Regions from separate parts of the Mus musculus genome. Here region 1 is linked to region 2. A link is a contact called in public HiChIP or PLAC-seq data. All regions are on one chromosome and are shown on one strand. The core of a region is the stretch at or near the end of the contact, and the rest is flanking DNA. Distances in the headings are between cores, read along the strand shown.

The links. HiChIP or PLAC-seq counts read pairs in DNA pulled down with a chosen protein or histone mark.
Region 1: an H3K27ac HiChIP or PLAC-seq map of heart atrium shows a contact between it and region 2, with 13 read pairs. The contact joins two enhancer-like sites. A contact is called at or near these places in 1 of 484 Hi-C or Micro-C datasets (cochlea) and 4 of 115 datasets of contacts at active chromatin or transcription factors (bone marrow-derived macrophages, heart atrium, microglia and 1 more).

The regions. Positions count from the first base shown.
Region 1 is chr7:97,245,079-97,249,366 of GRCm38.p6, reverse strand. The region is part of intron 2 of Gab2 (growth factor receptor bound protein 2-associated protein 2); the gene reads right to left. Among named protein-coding and RNA genes, the nearest start is that of Usp35, 85 kb to the left of the region's middle. Within about 2 kb of position 1,521, at least 52 of the 459 cell types and tissues checked have an H3K27ac peak or open chromatin away from gene starts, as enhancers often do. A contact at or near this core is called in heart atrium, where this site is marked.
Region 2 is chr7:97,154,935-97,159,297 of GRCm38.p6, reverse strand. All of the region lies in intron 1 of Gab2 (growth factor receptor bound protein 2-associated protein 2), which reads right to left. Among named protein-coding and RNA genes, the nearest start is that of Gab2, 75 kb to the right of the region's middle. Within about 2 kb of position 2,082, at least 5 of the 459 cell types and tissues checked have an H3K27ac peak or open chromatin away from gene starts, as enhancers often do. A contact at or near this core is called in heart atrium, where this site is marked.

The DNA.
Region 1 (4,288 bases), core at 272-2,771, 91 kb before region 2:
AGACTTTGTCTCTCAATTTAGATCTTGGAGAAATGACTATATCTATAGGCTTTGTAGCATTCAGCATCTTAAGAATAACAGAGATAAAGTTTGGAGCAGAGACTGAAGGAATGACCATCCAGGGACTGCCCCACCTGGGGATCCATCCCATAAACAACCACTAAACCCAGACACTATTGCAGATGCCAACAAGAGCTTGCTGACAGGAACCTGATATAGCTGTCTCCTGAGGGGCTCTGCCAGTGCCTGACAAATACAGAAGTGGATGCTCACAGCCATCCATTAGATGGAGCACAAGGTCCCCAATGAAGGAGCTAAAGAAAAGTACCCAAGGAGCTGAAGGTGTTTGCAGCCCCCTAGGAGGAACAACAATATGAACTAATCAGTAACCTCAGAGCTCCCTGGGACTAAACCACTAATCAAATAAAACAGACGGAGGGACTCGTGGCTCTAACTGCATATGTAGCAGAGGATGGCCTAGTCGGTCATCAATGGGAAGAGAGGCCCTTGGTCCTGTAAAGGTTCTTTGTCCCAGTATAGGGGCATACCTGGGCCAGGAAGCAGGAGTGGGTAGGTTGGGGAGCAGGGGATTGGGTGGGGGGAGAGGATAGGGGATTCTCAGAGGGGAAACTAGGAAAGGGGACATTTGAAATGTAAATAAAAAATATCTAATTAAAAAAGAATAACTATGACTGGATATTTAATCAGACTTAAGATTTTCAGGGATCTAAGACAACCTTTTAATACAAACGCCTCTTCCACTAAACACAAAATTCTAGTTCTACCATTATTATAAGTCCAAAATTGAAGTTATACAGAATTTTGGAATGTACTCTGGTAATTTCAACAAATCACTACTACCTTTCTTCACAATGGGTAATCGGAAGTCATCCATGAACAGCAACAAAACAGGAGGGGTGGGTGCCGGGAGTCTCAAGACACATCTGCGAGCTTTCCAAAGTTGAGAACTCAGGACCAGACTGCTCCTACTCCCCAGTCTGTGGGTTTTGGCAGGTAACACTAGACTTAATCTATGCTGGTTGGCTAGGGAGGTGAGGGGGAGTGTCTCGTATAAATAGACAGAACAGGAAGACGGATCAAGTCTTAGAATGGAGAAAGGGGTCATGTTTTTCCCAGTCACCTTTTCCTCCTCCAGAGTCTGGACTTTCCTGAAGGTCAGGGCTACAGAGAGTTCTATGAAGATTTATGTAGCTCATATTCAATTCAAGACCTGTTTTTTTTTTGGGTGACTAGACCAAGTTGCAAACAACAAAAACAAATAATAATAATGAAGGAGATCTAATTCTTCAGAACTGCTCGTAATAACACTTTTTTTTTTTTTTAAAGGGAACAGGAATTTCAGAGCTGGCTGGAAACTGGTCTGGATGTTTATTTTCCTCATTGTCTCAGTGGAAAAAAAAAAGGGTGGGTGATTCAGAAAGCAGCCTCCACCTCTGGCCTGGGGCTTGAGTCAGTCTCCACCCTGTTCTTTGCTTTGCTCCTCAACAGCTGGGTTGTAGTCTGGGGAGATTCTGCTTCTTGCCTCCCACACTGGCTCTCAGCTTCCAAGAAGGGTCCCAAGAGAAGCTGTGAATCTAAGTTCAGAGAAACAACACCAAAAGGTGGGAGAGGGAACAGGGAAGAAAAGGCCTCTCAGGCATATGAGAAGGGAAATATTTCTCCCCTGCCTTATTCTATCCTAATTTTTCACTCTCCTACCCACTTTCATCATGGGGTGGCAGGGGAGGACAAGGTTGTCAGAAGGCATCTGTGTGGACAGCAGCTCTCCCACAGCTCTTTCTGCTGTCTAGCAGGAATAGGTGGTCTAGAGACGGATGAGCTGTTTGAAGACCCCCCACTGACATTCTTCCATAGGATGCTGCATATTTCCTCAAAGCATTCCTATGAGTGTTGTCTGACCCCAGATGAAAACCAAGGCTTGAAATAGTCTGCTAGAGAGATAGGAAACTCAAGGATTACTGGAAGCTTAAATATTTATAAAACAGATTTTGGGGAGCAGCCTCATCAAATATTTTTTAGTAGAGAAAAGGTGGAAGAAGAAAACATCTAGAACTCTGGGATTTCATTCCACAGAATTAGGCTAACTATTGTCACAAAACTCTTGCCAAGGGGTAAAGGATAAAGGAAAAGCTAATTCCATGGAGAGAATATAGAAGAGGCTTTGGCCCTATTTCTAAATCTTTACCAGTTACAAAATAGGACTTTGGTGAGCTAAACTCCCTGAGCTCCAATTCATTCATAGTGGCTTGCTGGCTAGTTGGAGACAGACCATGTTAGTTTGCTAATTTAGCTGTCAGAGGCCACTTTTATAATATCACTACACTTATAAAATAATCAGTTGTCAGTGATTTATAAACGTCCTGCTGCTCTTCCTTCTGGCTGGCTATTTTGTGACTTAGAAGCAGCTATGCCAGACTTGCCTGTGAAGAGTTAGAACAAATGAGGAGTTAGCAAACATAGTCTGAGGATGCGTAAAAGCCTTGGGACTTAGCCCCAGCACCTCTGCTTTTAGGTCTCTGTTCCAAAATCTCCCTGTTCCTCCTTGTGCAACAGAAATAACGTCAGTTGCCCCTTGTCACTTCATTTTTGTTTCAAATGAGACTACAGAAGGGTTTGCTGACAGGAAAGCTTTCTAAAAATGGTAGATATTTAAATCACATCCTGTTTATCTTGTTTTATAGATACAAAGAACATCTTTACTTTTACACCACCGTCCTCACTATATGGAAAGAAGCACTTGGCAGCCACTGTTCCTACACATTTTCCTGATGTTTCCTGTGTGATCTGGTATAACCTCTCCAACAACCCCATGATGAATCATTTCCATTTTCCAGATGATAAAACCATAAGAGGTAAAAAGTTACTTATTTGGTGTCAAACTGCAAATAAGCAGAAACCCTGGGTTTCAGCACAGATGACCTGCCAGATTCCATAGTGGCTCTGTGGGTCCTGTGCAGCAACTGAAAAGTGAAGGGGGGAGGAGGCTATGCCAGTGCCTGACAAACACAGAAGTGGATGCTCACAGTCAGCTATTGGATAGAACACAGGACCCCCAATGGAGGAGCTAGAGAAAGTACCCAAGGAGCTGAAGGGGTCTGCAACCCTATAGGAAGAACAACAATAAGAACTAACCAGTACCCCCAGAGCTCGTGTCTCTAGCTGCATATGTAGCAGAAGATGGCCTAGTCGGCCATCATTGGGAAGAGAGGCCCATCAGTCTTGCAAACTTTATATGCCCCAGTACAGGGGAAACACCAGGGCCAAGAAGTGGGAGTGGGTGGGTAGGGGAGCAGGGGTGGGGAAGGAGGGTATAGGGGACTTTTGGGATAGCATTTGAGATGTAAATGAAGTAAATACCTAATAAAAATTTGGAAAAAAAAAGAAAAAGAAAAAAAAAAAGCAAAGCAGACCTCAGATTTCAGAATTCAAAGGGTGAGAGCTTTCCTAACACTGGCTGATTGCTCAGCACATGAATAATTCATCCAAGTTTTTTCAGCTGAAAGCTGGTTCTTTTTGTACATGGTACATCTGGTCAGGGACAGCTGCCTGTGCCTGGCCACCAATGCGAGGACCCAGACATGTCTATTGGTAAACACAGCTCAGAGCAGTTATCTGCTTTTTTATGTTAAGTTTTGAAAGTCATTTTGATTCCTAGAGGGAGGGAGAGTCTTAATTTTGTATATAAACACAAAACAAAAATGGGTCCCACATATATGAGATGAAATCTTTTTGGCATTTTTTTGTTCTTTTCTTTCTGGCGCATTAGCCTGTGTTTCCTTTTGGAAGAAGCTCTTTGTCAGGAAGCTGATGTCTTCTCCAATCTGTGTGAATATTTAGACTCAGTTTTACTCCTGGTCTGGCTTGGTCCTTCAGGTTTTATACTAGATGTTTGGCTGGAATACATGAGGAATTGCAGGGAAGCAGTAGAAATAAGAATCTGGGGGTGGCAAGAAAGTTGAAAAATTAAAAAAAAAAAAGACTCCATCTGCTATAGAAACTCTTCCAGCTGAAGGTAAAATACCAGAAACATTCAATGGATCCCATCATAACCCTTAAGGGGAAGGGAGGCAGATAAAGTCTAAGGAGTATTTGAATGTGGCTCCCTATATGAAGGAATCTCCACAAGGTTAGGTAACAATTAGGTGAGCCAGGCAAGAAGATCTGTGCACAGTTCTGGGGAATCCACAGCTGGAGTGCTGCCCAGTGAGCCCACAGAGAAGCAGAGGCACTGCAAGGACAGAGCTGCACAGTTTTTAGGGGTTGCAGA
Region 2 (4,363 bases), core at 833-3,332:
TGAATGAATGAATGAATGAATGAATATGTCATGGGTTGTAACTAATGTGATCTAACTTAAAACCTAAATAAATGGTTGTAGGTCTTGAAATTTGAAGAGAAACTATAAAGTTTTAACAAATGTATCAAGAGGGTAGCAGTAGGAGATGAGAAATTGGGGGTAGCCACCAGAAAGTCCTAGATGTCAGGAAAGCAAGAGGCTCCCAGGACCCAGTGAGGATGACATTAGCTGAAATACCCAACAAAGGGGAGAGAGAACCTGTAGAGATCATATCCAGTGGATAGGCATGGCTTCCAGTTGAGGGATGGGGCCACCCACTCATCTCAAAAATTTTAATCCAGAATTGCTCCTGTCTAAAGGAAATACAGGGACAAATAGTGGAACAGAGATTGAAGGAAAGGTCATCCAGAGACTGCCCCACCTGGGGATCCATCCCATCAGCAGATACCAAACCCAGACACTATTGCTGATGCCAAGAAGTACTTGCTGATAGGAGCCTGATACAGCTGTCTCCTGAGAGGCTCTGCTAGAGCCTGACCAATACAGATGTGGATGCTTACAGCCAACCATTGGACTGAGCATGGGGTCCCCAGTGGAGGAGCTAAGGGAAGGAATGGAGCTGAAGGGGTTTGCAAGTCCATAGGAAAAACAACAATATCAACCAACTGGACCCCACCCCCACCCCCGAGCTCCTAGGGACTAAACCATCAACCAAAGAATACACATGGAGGGTCCCATAGCTCCAGCTGCATATGTAGCAGAGGATGGCCTTATCTGCTATGACATCAATGGGAGGAGAGACCCTTGGTCCTGTTAAGGCTCAATGCCCCAGTGTAGAGAAATGCTAGGATGGTGAGGGGAAAGTGGGTGGGCTGGAGTGTGGGTGAGCACCCTCATAGAAGCAGGGGGTAAGGGGGTCTGGGATAGGTGGTTTGTGGAGGGGAAACTGAAAAGGGGATAACATTTGAAATGTAAATAAATAAAATAACCAATAAAAAAATCCTAAAAAAGGAGGACATACATTTTGACATACAAACTGTATGCTTAAGACACTAAGTGATCTTAGTCATAGAGAAAGACACACATTTCTTTCTTCAATCATAGGAGGGAAAGGCAATTCGATGCTCTAAGAAAAACAAAAAGTGAATGGAGCACAAGGTATATGAATACAAAACTTTAGACCTTTTTATTCTATAAATGTAAATGTTATTGACCCATATGATCTATGACTTAAGATAGGAACTGATTTCCTCATTTTATTTGTTGGGAGTCAGAATTCTCTATACACAGTTATGGGTTGGACTAAATTTTAGGAATAAATGGAAATCTGCATAAGACAAATCTGACTAATGTTCTACAATACTCATCTCATTCAGGAATTCCAAAGTTCCACTGTCTTGGTGGCATGATAAAACTGACACTGCAGCCAGTAAATTATCCTCAATATTTATAAGCACTTCTCAATTTAGAATGTTAAGAGAAATAAACTGCATCCAAAGATGTAACAATAGTAGGAAAACTGCTTTGAGGGAGATGAACAATACCGAGGAACACTTTCTGTTTATTATCAATCAGGTGTCTAGTGTGTTAGACGTTAGTATAACAACTTTGATGAAGTAGTACTATTATGTCTAGCATAAATGGAGAAATAGGCTTAGAAGGCTTAAGGATCCATAAAACTTTACCCAGATGCAAAGTGACAGATTTGGATTTAGTGACGGATCTGGAGTTAGATCAAACAGCTTCAAAGATAGTGCTAATATTTCCTCCACTGCCTAGACCCTTTCATTGCTGACTGCCTAGGACATGAGCAAGATCACCTCTAGAGAGGAATAAGTTATTTTCTCATATGTTCGGTTTTTGTAGTCTTTTCCAAAGGAGTCTTGAAGAGCAGCAAGTGGGGTATACCTCAGTTTGTGGGACCAAGGAGAATTCTCTTGTTTGGCTCTAGCATCTGCTGGTATTTTGCTAACTTTTAGCTTCTCCAAAATTACCCACCCACTGGTTTCCCAGAGTCAAAAAGCCAAAATATTTTGGCTGAATGGGTGATAGATCACAGATGACAGAGGTTTAAAAAAAAAAGCCTGTAATGTTTCTTTTTTAAAGGCCAAAACATATCACACACTTCTCATTCTTATTCTCTTTGCGTTCTGTCTTGTGAAACATTCTGTTGTCTGTATTTTCATTCATTGCAGTGGAGAAAGGCAAATAGGTCATCCTGAAAGCTTAAATAAATTCACTGTCTTCCGATTTCAGACCAGCTGTAGTCCATCTCCCCTGAAATTGAGCCAAAAATCAAGGAGAATATGGATGGAGCTACAGACACTGTAGCCCTCAAAGGAGAAATCTGGGAAAGGGGGCTCTAAGGAACCAACATTGAAAACCAGAAGGAGACTGGGCTCTAGGATATCCTTTCTACTTATCCATGTCTCCTTTAACTTTAGAATCCACGAGTACTGTCTTTTAGTGAAACATGTTTTTCAACTTTTTTGAAAGGCCCTCCATTTTAAACCAAATATAACTTTCCCAAGCCTTCACATTTCATATCCCTCCCCTGTGAGAGATGCTCTGCTGCCTGTTTACTCCTCAGCCAAGCTTCACGTTCTGAAATCAGTATTATAAAAAGAGGTAGCTTTTCATTGTCTTGGTATAAATTATAATACCAAATGAAAGTAATTTTAAAGTATATACAAGCATCCACTGAATTCTGCCATAATCTGAGTATTATTGAGAGTCAGGTGTAAAGCTTTTTAAAGCAAATTTTGTTGTTTTTTAAAATTTTTTTTCTTTTTTTTTTATTACGTATTTTCCTCAATTACATTTCCAATGCTATCCCAAAAGTCCCCCACACCCTCCCCCCCCCCACTCCCCTACCCACCCTTTCCCATTTTTTGGCCCTGGCATTCCCCTGTACTGGGGCATATAAAGTTTGCCTGACCAATGGGCCTCTCTTTCCAGTGATGGCCGACTAGGCCATGTTTTGATACATATGCAGCTAGAGTCAAGAGCTCTGGGGTACTGGTTAGTTCATAATGTTGTTCCACCGATAGGGTTGCAGATCTCTTTAGCTCCTTGGATACATTCTCTAGCTCCTCCATTGGGGGCCCATTTCCATTCCTTATTTAGCCTATGCCACAATTTAAAAAAAAAATTATTAGATATTTTATTATTTTTTTCTTTTTTTCTTTTTTTTGTTTTTTTCGAGACAGGGTTTCTCTGTATAGCCCTGGCTGTCCTGGAGCTCACTTTGTAGACCAGGCTGGCCTCGAACTCAGAAATCCGCCTGCCTCTCGAGTGCTGGGATTAAAGGCGTGCGCCACCACGCCCAGCTTAGATATTTTCTTTTCCCCTCCAAAAATCCCCTACCTCCTCTCCCCCTCCCCCTATCCCCCTACCCACCCACTCCATTCCTGGTCCTGGCATTCCCCTATACTGGGGCATAGAGCCTTCACAGGACCAAGGGCCTCTCTTCCCATTGATGACTGCCTAGGCCATCCTCTGCCACATATATAGCTAGAGCCACAAGTTCCACCATGTGCTTTCTTTGATTGGTGGTTTAGTTCCAAGGAGCTCTGGGGGTACTGGTTAGTTCATATTGATGTTCCTCCTATGGGGCTTCAGACCCCTTCAGCTCCCTGGGTATTTCTCTGGCTCCTTCATTGGGGACCCTGTGCTCTGTCCAATGGATGACTGTGAGCATCCACTTCTGTATTTGCCAGGTACTGGCATAGCCTCCCAGGAGACAGCTTCTATGCTACAATTTTACTAAAGCTCCTTTGCTCCCCTTTCCCATGCACAAAGAATTCAACATGGGGTTCTATGCCTTTGTGCTCATTTGACTAAAGCTTCCTCCCCAGACTGTACGCTGCCAAACTGTTTCTGGTAAGCAACTTTGGAAAATGAAAATTCCCTAGACATTTTGAACAAGACTGTGAGAGGAAGACACACAGGGGCCAGGGAACTGAAACATACCCCTTCAAGTCCACTTCTGCCTTGAGGAGTTGGGGGAGGGGAGCTGCAGAGTAGTTGTTAGAGGAAGCAGACTTGCTGGATTTTGGCTGCAAACAATTGGGTACTGTATCCAGTGGTTGGCTGGACAGCTGTCAGCTCAAGATCGGGTCAAGATTTAGTCTAAAGTAGGAGGGTACCAAACTCTGTTTCATTAGTTACAGTTTCTGCACTCTTACACTTAACTTCAATGCCAGTGTTGGAAGATTCATAGAGATCATTTTGCCAGTTTAGGTCTTTCTATTTCTCCCTGCTTCCCTCTTCTCTGCCTCACACTCCCCCTTTCTGTATACTAAATTTGGCATAGACCCACAAACTGTAAGTTAAAGCTGACATGCTCTGGCCAGAAGGGGAC